Regions from separate parts of the Zea mays genome. Here region 1 is linked to region 2. A link is a contact called in public Hi-C data. All regions are on one chromosome and are shown on one strand. The core of a region is the stretch at or near the end of the contact, and the rest is flanking DNA. Distances in the headings are between cores, read along the strand shown.

The links. A called contact is a pair of places that touch in the nucleus more often than the background predicts.
Region 1: a contact with region 2 is called in a Hi-C map of ear, with 1.8 times the contacts expected there. The contact joins the promoter of LOC100193613 here to the promoter of LOC100279125 in region 2. A contact is called at or near these places in 2 of 25 Hi-C or Micro-C datasets (ear and tassel).

What each region holds. Positions count from the first base shown.
Region 1 is chr4:176,701,893-176,706,467 of Zm-B73-REFERENCE-NAM-5.0, reverse strand. It overlaps LOC100193613, which reads left to right and starts at 1,873. Exons shown (of 5, transcript NM_001138714.1): 1 at 1,873-2,607; 2 at 3,595-3,817; 3 at 4,354-4,424; 4 at 4,536-4,575. The coding sequence starts at 3,652.
Region 2 is chr4:176,116,367-176,120,861 of Zm-B73-REFERENCE-NAM-5.0, reverse strand. It overlaps LOC100279125 (P-loop NTPase domain-containing protein LPA1 homolog 1), which reads right to left and starts at 3,216. Exons shown (of 7, transcript NM_001152166.1): 1 at 2,704-3,216; 2 at 1,510-1,793; 3 at 1,175-1,256; 4 at 532-945; 5 at 1-420. The coding sequence starts at 2,856.

The DNA of each region.
Region 1 (4,575 bases), core at 624-3,123, 590 kb before region 2:
TTGGTGTTGCTTGGTCGTTCAGATTGCATGCACGCAGTGTGGGTACAGTGCGACTGACTGGTGGATCCATTGAATTCGGGGCCGCAGTGAGTGCCACCTTCACGACGGCTCACATCACAGCGGTCTCTGCATGCTTTTCTCACCTGTCCTTCAAGCAAGCTTCATTGAATTCGTTGGATCATTGCTTGTTTCATCTGTCATGGCGTTCGGCAAGCTGGCAAGGCAACGCTGCTGTGCAGGTGCAGCCACCTTCCGTGGTGTCTCGTCTTGATTCACCGTATGCGTTAATTTTATTTAAGATTATTATATTTAGTTACTTATATGTGTGAGTTACAGACTACATAAATAAATGCAAAATAAGACATTTTAATGCTACGGACAGGCCTTGCGCCGCCTGCGCGTTGCACGTCGATCAGAGGTCTGGCCAGGCCATGTCCACATGGCTCAAATCACCGCACGAATCTTCATGCCAAAAATGTTTCCAACGGCGATGATAGGACCTGTGCGGCCACATATACATGCGGAAAGTTCACTCCCCTCAAAGCTCCCAGTTAGCTAAACTAGCTCAATTTATATTGGCACGGCATAGAAGCACCCAAATACATGCAAAAGGACGTCCACATGTTACAATGATATTGTTACATTGAGATCGTCCTATCTTTCCGATTTTCGACCATTATTTGGATCAATTCGTTTTTCCGTATATCTTATGTCTGGTCTTGTTTCCGACAATTTTGATTTCGAATCTGTTTTTGAATTAAAATGTATAAATGAAAACGCAGAAAGGGTTTATCCCAACGACCCGACCAATACCGTCCATCTACATCCTCTCCGCTGCAGCTACATGTAGGACCATTTTTTTTTACAAAAATAATATTCGCATTTGTGGACATGTTTCCAAAAATAATATCACCATATTTTATGCCACACTTTTTAAGGTTAGACGCTTAATTTCATTTTTATGCGACATCTTGGCATGTCTAAAAAAAATCTTGCAACGTTTTTATAAGTTGTTGACGAGTGTAACATACGTAACAAATTTTTCTTGTCATACCTATGGCTACAAACAAAACATAGACCTAATTCGGTCAAACATATTTAATCTTAGACGTGGGAAACTATATCAAGTAAGGCAACAAATCAAACAGAACTCATATGGTGCGTTTGGTTGAGGAGCCAACTGGATAGAGTGCCTCCATTCTAGTTTCTAAGAATCGAGCATTTCATTCTGTTTTTTGGCAAATAGGACGGAACCGCTTCATTTTTTATTTGGTTGAAGAGTAGAATAGAGCGGAGTCGCTCCGTTCATTATTTGGTTGGAGAGCCATATGAGTGTGGAGTGGAAAAGAGGGAGGAGAGCGCTCGCGTCCGATCATTTTAGTGGAGCGAGATCATCCCAAATAGTTGCCATATATAGACTCTAGAAACCATTCAGCTCTACTCCGTTGGAAATCAAACATTAAAAAAAATAAGAATGGAACCGTTCTATTCCTCTCTGCTCCTCGATCAAACACACACTTAAACTCGTTTTGATCTAGAGAGCCAACATTATGGGCTAAAGAGTCCGGTTCTATAGTTGAGGAAGAAAAAAAACTTTTATGACAATTGATGTCTTGATGGAGGTAAAATAGTTTTTTAAGGACTAGTTTGAGAACTCTATTTTTCTAAGGGATTTATATTTTTAAAAAAATTGAAAATCTGGAGGTTTTAAAACTAGCCCTAATAAATAAAAGTAAACCCGAGCAAGAACGAACCACTCTCGTACTCACGTCCACTCACATCCAGAAATTTTAAAAATAGAAAAACCAGCCCAATGGTGCTGTGTTTACAAATTACACCTGCTTGCTGTTGATCTTCGTTTCCCGTCCAGCCGTTTTTCGCATCCACGTGGGCCAGCCGGCCAGGCGACCGCCGCCACCGCCGCCCTACTCCTGGTCCCAGCTCTGCTGCACCCTTCGCCGGCGACGAGCGTCCACCGCGGCAGGTACACCCACCCCCCTCACTTTTGCCCCTCCAACCAAAAGCGCCGGCATCTCAAACCGGACGGCGCTCTCTTCTCTATCCTCTGTGTCCCCTCCACCAAAACCGACGACGACGTCGCTCTCCTCCACCGGTGCTCGGCGCTCTCCCTCCACCAGCGGCGGTCCACCGACGCTCGGCGAGCTCCACCGGCGGGCGCTGGTCAGATCCTCTCGGCAGTCATCCACCTGGCACGTCGGATAGCTCGCGCCTCCGTTGGCAGTCCCACCGCCGCCCGGCCCTCCCCCAGCGCCCCCGGTGATCCGGACCGCACCCGCTTGCTCGGCCTAACGACCGGCTCCTGCCCCGCCGCAGCCGAAGCTCCCAGCGTCCTCCTGCAGGCCGAGCTGAAGGTTCAGCGCGCCGGTGGAGTTCGACGACGAAACTCCGTCACGTCATACCTCTCCGCCTCCCGTCTCCAATCGGGGCTCCCAGCGTCTCGGAGAAGAGGAGCAGCACGGCACGGCGGCTGTGGCGAGGAAGGCTCCTGTCCCATCCCAACCCAGTTAGCAGCCGCCCAAGGAGGAGGAGATCCAATCGGCGTGCGGGCGTCCGCGGTCCATCCATCGATCCAATTCCAATCTGCAGGTGAGCAGCTCGGTTAGATTCCCAATCAACAGCTCGAATCGCCTGCTCTCCCATCCTATTGAATGAAACTATGATATACAATTGGTTTGCCTAGTTATTATCTCGAATTAATTTGTAAAGATCTCCACTTTGGTTCGATTTGATTGTTTCTTCAACTAGTGGCATATTGGTCTGCTTCTTACGCGATTCAACTATTGGCATATTGGTTGGATATGAATATGGCCATTTGCAGTTTTTCTAGCGTTTGCTAATGAACACCTCTAAAGGTGGCTGTTGCACTTGCAGTAGGATTACATTTGTGTGAAATCGAATGGTTGGTGATCTGTTGTTGACTGGTTAAGAGTGCTGCCAAAGTTTTAGTTTAGAGACCTGCTGCTCGGTGTTCGCCGTATCCCATCGCGTGTTAGCGTCTGCCGACTGTGTTCTAAATTTGTGTTCGTTTTGAAACTGTGTTCTGAAACCGTGCAAACTGTGTTTTAAAACTGTGCCGTAAAATAGACTGTCCTGTGAACGGCGGAGCTTAGCAGTTTTGATCTAGAGCTGAGCGGCGGCAGAGCGGGGGGAGGGAGAACAGCGAACAGATTTGATAGGGGCAAGTGTCCGGCTACTAGCTGCCAATATAACTAAATAAGGTTAAGTTTCAAATAACCCTCTAAATGGCATTTTGTCTGTAAGACAACGTTTGATAATGGTCTCTTAGCGAAGCGTGTTCCTATAATAGCATTTGAGTGAATCCTAAGTTTCATAATGGCATAAATCCAATTTTCTCTATGAATTATATAAATTATATCAGCATCTATTGACCTACTTATGAATTATCATAATTTAGGTATATAGATTATATAAACCACCTAATAATCTGTGTTGTTTGTTTACCTCTCGACTTATTTAAGTTGGATTATATAATCTAGAGGGTAAACAAAGAGGGCCTAAGATTAGATAGTATTTGAAAGGCTTGCCTGCATAATAGTCGCACTTTACCCGCAGCGAGGAGGTCGGCTACCTTTCTCCTCCGGCGAGCTCCACGAGGGCGCCGACGAGGGGATGGACGCGCAGCCTAACTGGAGAGGTGGACCGGCGGCGACTAGGATATCGTACAAGAACGCCACCATCGTCATGTGCGCCTTTAACCTCTTCGTTGCGGCCCTCCTCCTCCACAACTACTACTCGTCCTGGACGCGTATCGCCGGAGGCAACAAGCTCGATTCTGGTACGGTTCCGTGATCTCGTGTTCGCCCTGAATTTATCATTTTGCTTTGGATCTTTGGATTGAGAGGTGTGTTCGGTTTGGTCCCGATTTAGTAGTACGGTTCATTGGTTAGCTAACTAAATCTAGCAAAGTTTGGGGATTTTCTTCCAATTAAACATGGGGTTTGATTATAACTTGGCATAGGAAATATTGATGCCGATCCATCTTTGCAAATCTGAGCATCTGGGGGAAAGACCCCTTTATCCATCCTGAGTTCAGATGAGTTCTAAGATTGTGCATTTGTGGTTGCTCCAAAAATGCCTCTGTTAGGATTACTCATTTCACCCGCTGCCAGCATTCTCAGTGCCCAACTGTTAGATCATTGATCTTGATGGAGTTAAGTTGTTTTGGTGCTTGGTTAAAGTCTATTTGTAAGTGTTAGGTTTTTACTGTGTTAGAAAATTCTGCAGTCTGCTCCTCACATTGTGATTGTGCACCTCGCTTCTATTATTTGATGATTAAGTTCAGCTTAAGTACTGGGTTCTACTATTGTGCAGCTCAGCTTCGGTATATATGGGAATCTGAGGAGCTGCGTCGTGCTATGGAGCCTGTGGATTTGATTAGAAGAGTATGTTTCCGTGCACTTTGTGAGTGATTTGAGAAAGAAATTGAGATACACACCATGTTGCAGCATAGAAGACCTTTGTTTTTTTGACAATTCTCATTGATCGTTACATAGGTGAAGGAAATTGAGCAAGAAGCTTATGGTGAGCATGGCA
Region 2 (4,495 bases), core at 1,967-4,466:
AAGGTTCCTCGAAGACCCCTGCCTCTGGATCAGCTGGAACATGCCCTTGGAACCCAAGGTGTTGGCCGCACGCTGGTTCCTGTACTCCTCGTCCACTACGGCAGCAGTGTTCGTGTTGAGGTCGTACAGCTGCTCCCCGGCCGCTCGCCGGCGGAGGCAGCTGAAGGCCGTGGCGTGTATGGCGGCCACGCTCTGGTCGACGTTGGTGTTGTTGATCTTCGGCACGAGGTGCTTGTCAGCGCGGTTGCACAGGTATTCCTGGATGGCTCTGATGTTTCGGATGTACTTGATGTACCTGTTCTTCGCTGGGTCTAGTGTCATGTACTTCGCACGCACAGCAAACCGTTCCATGTGTTTCTCCTCGTTTGTGATGTATACCATGAATGGTATTATGGAAGGATGCTTCTTCATTAATCCCATCTGTCGGTCAACAGTAGAAGTAGCGTATAGTCAGTGCCATCTGCAAAAAAAAAAAAAAAAAAGCATAGGCTAAACGAACAATCTCATTTTCGTTTCTTGACTGATACGTACCACGAAGTTAAGGCTTAGATGCACTCCTTCGACGATCACGGATTCTTTCTGCTCTTCCCAGGAGGTAATTAATCTGTCCAGGCTGTCGATCACCATCTCGCTCTGCGCCTTGTAGCCTTCTACCGCCATCTGCTTGCTGCCAATCAGTTCGGCTCTAGGAGGTAGTTCCGAGGACCCTTGCTGTGATTTGTCGTCTGAAGAAGTGCCTCCACAGGTATTTGGATGAGAAACAACCGTGGGTTTATTCGCCTTGTGCTTTGCCTTCGCCTGAGCAACTGCAATAGGATCTAGATATTCGCCTGCATGGTAGGTCGAGGCATAGAGAAGAGGATTCTGTTTTTGATCTGCGAAGCCTCTCATCATATGGCGTATGGAATCAGTAGAAACCACTGTCGTGATACCCAGCCTACTACCCTGGTGAACAAAAAAATAATAAACCAAGGATTCAGCAATTGTTCACTTCGCCCATTTATTTGATGAAAAATACAACAACAAAGCATTTTAGTTCCAAGCAAGATGGGACAGGCAGGCTAGATTTGAAACCCAACACGAGCGACTCATAGCAGATTTACTGGATTGCTGATATGGCACAGAAACTGCTAATCCAGAAATGGACAACTATTCTAGATTATATTAAACATACCAGCAAAGATGATAAAGTGGACTTGCCGCATCCGCTTGTCCCACACAAGAGTATTGTCACCGATTCCTTTCTCTCTTTAATTCTGATCGGAACATATGGGAAGGCAAAAAGGAAATGTTATCAATTCCTTTCAAGCTGTTTTGGGAGTGGCTGTGATAAATTGTTGATGGTTAAATACATCAATTCTGTTACAACAGATAACTTTCACTTAAATAAGGCATGCCAAACATGCATGGAAATTGATGTGATGGACATGTGCATTAAATGGACAGATATATGTTATCGTTTAAATTCGTGCGGATTAAGAAATACAGTGATAAGCAAGTTTATTTTACCTGCAAGCGAGGAGCAGGTCTGCTTTCTGGTTGGGTCCAACATACTTGTACAAAGAGAGGGCATCGCATACAACACTTACAAACTCCTCTCTTGAGATAACAACGGTAGTCTGGTTCTTGTATAATTCAAACGGTATGCTGCTATCGCTTCTCTCCAGCATTTTTTGAGTATCTGTTCCATCTCCAAGGCCAAGAGCAGGATAATTTTCTTGTTTGCCTGCCCCGTCTGACTTTGATTGAGCCAAGAATTCACTCTTCATTACATCGAATACTCTCTTGCTAATCTGTTGTGGCAACAAGGATCGGGAAAAAAAAGATTATTACCAACGCAAGTCTAGAAAGGAACATGCTCTGCAGACCAGTAGGTATGACAAGTCTTGTAATTGGTCTCACACTCAGCCCAATTGGACCGTCAGGAACAGAAGATGTCAACCATGACCAAATCAGAGTAAAAATAGGGGGGGGCACCATCGAGTGGGAACCTGATACTCGTTCAAGTCAATTGCCAGATACTGTCTAGAATCGTGTACCCATCAAAGAAAAACGCGTCTACAACTCTACATCACGTAACATGGCGTTGTCTTTGTCAACCGAACATAATAATCCCGAGAAAGCAATAGTAATTCACACCAGCCGAAGTAAGTAACAGGCAACAGTGGTATGATGATAGCGACCCCACAAACAAGCAAGTGGTATCACTTACTTGGTGGTAAACAAGAACAAGAACTGAAGGTGGAATCTTTTTCGGGTTTCCAAAGAACGCGGAATTCGGAAGCCTTGGGATGGGAGTTCAGCTCAAGCCTGAAAGAGGCCCCTCATCAAAGACGAAAAGGATAGGGCGTTTGGAGGTGGGGATTTTGGGTCGAGCCGGGAACAAATCTGCGCATCGGCGGCAGGAAGCTCACCTTTTTCTTGTCAAAATCGGCGATCACAAACCACACACATGCCAGCCAACACAGCAGACATGCAGCCGGAGGAGGTGATTCACGCCCAAGCCCCCGCAGAAATTGAGCGGAAAGCTAAGCTTTCGATGCAGGGATCTACCGCACCGCGCTAGAGGACCAGACAGCCCGCCTCCCTCGATCATAATATAGCAACCCGAGCTTCTTTTTATTTATTTATTTATAACAAAGCTATAGGAGCAAAGCAGGATGACACGCAAGAGCGAGCGGGGAGAGGGAGGAAGAGAGGGACCTTGAAGGCATGGCGAGGCTTGCATCCCATGAGATGCAGGGTGCTCTGCAGCACGGGGCGCGTGTACCGGAACGCCCGGCGGCCCCCGCCGTCGGCGACGGCAATGTAGAGCAGCTTGGGCGGCGGAGGCGGAGGCGATGCCTCTTCCGCCATGTCCCCTACCTCCAGCGGAGAGGCCGAGAGGCCGGATCAGGAACCGAACGGTGGGGGGTTTGGCCTTGGCGAGCGGGGAGCCTAGAGGGCGGGAGGCGCGGAGGGGGGTTTTGAGGCGCAATGCGGCGGCGGCGGCAGGGCCATGGCGGTGCAGGCCGGGTGCCGGGGGGCTGCAGGTGTCACGACGTCCGCGCCGCGTCCGCGCATGGCGTCCACATGGGCGTCCGCGCGCCCCGCGGTCTTGTTCGCTTCTCCCCCATGCTGCTGCCTTGCCTTGCCTTGCTTGCTCCCGTTGCCCCCGCCTCGGTGTCGCCCCCTCCCCCCCCCCTTTCTCTAGCTAGCCTAGCCTTCTCGTCTCAGGAAGGACGGGAACGGGAATTGCTTTTCTTTTTTCTCAGGTTCTTCGAATTTCTGCCACACCTATATATATACAGCTGGTTAGGCGGATGTACTTGCAAGGCACGTGATTTTTGGTACGTCGTCTTTTCGTTGCTGAAAAAAACGCAACGACTATGAGAGACCTGGTCTCATAAAATCGATGAATCGTATTCGGTTGTTATATGTTTGTACTTCGCCTTTGGAATTCAGGAATTCGTACAAGGTTTGAACGTAGAAAAGAGAACAAATTTCTTCGATTAGCTAGTATAATATCAGTGGTTACAAAATCTTTAGTAGCATCTTCTTATTAGAAGTTAGGTTAGTGGTTACAAAAAAAATCTTAGTAGCACTTTTACTAGATGTTAGGTTTAATTTTTCTTAAAAGCAAAGTTTTGAAAATTATAACAGAGGAACTACTCTGCAAAGTAGATGTTTAACCTTATGCATACGTACAAACAGGCAAAGAGACAAGGTTAGATAGTTTCGCAGGTTTTGGTTTGGCTAAACTCCCAAGGAACACTGCATAGAATTGTATGTTGGCAATCTGAGGTCAACACGCGTGGACAGATGGAGCATAGGCTTAGGACGTGGCGACTGCAGTGCAGCTGACCACCACCCTAGTTTAATACAACGATAGGGACAAGAGACAAGGCCTCTTTAAATAATACTAACCAACACGGCTAAGTAAAAGAGAGAGATAATCGACACGGCTTGAAGCTTTTTTTAGAGAATAGTATTAGTCTTGCTGACAAGTTTCAAAGGTTCAAGAGACAAGACCTCTGTTTTCATATTCATATACTCCAGCTTCGTATCCATATTCGATCATATCCTTATTGTACCACTAAACCTTGTACTATTGACGCTTCTCTCTATTTTCATTGAATCTCCTGCCACCGATGCTCCTTCTCTTCAACGTTGGGCTGATCATTCGTATTCTCCTCCATACCCGTACGGTTATCCATATGGTGCATAGTTTAGGAAAAGTAGATGTTTAACCTTATGCATACATACAAGGAAGGCATAGCTAGTTTCGCGGCTGTCTCATTTCTACTTTAAGTAAATATAACAAGGTTTTTTTTTGTTTGCTTTGGCTAAACTCCCAAGGCACTGCATAGAATTTTATGTTGGCAATCAACTGTCATGTGAGGCTTAGTGGTACAGATGGAGGCTTAGGAGGCGGCAGCACAACGTGGCGATCACCCTTGTTTGTTTCCCAGCCTAGTTTAATACAACAATAGGGACAGATGATTCATGAATGTTT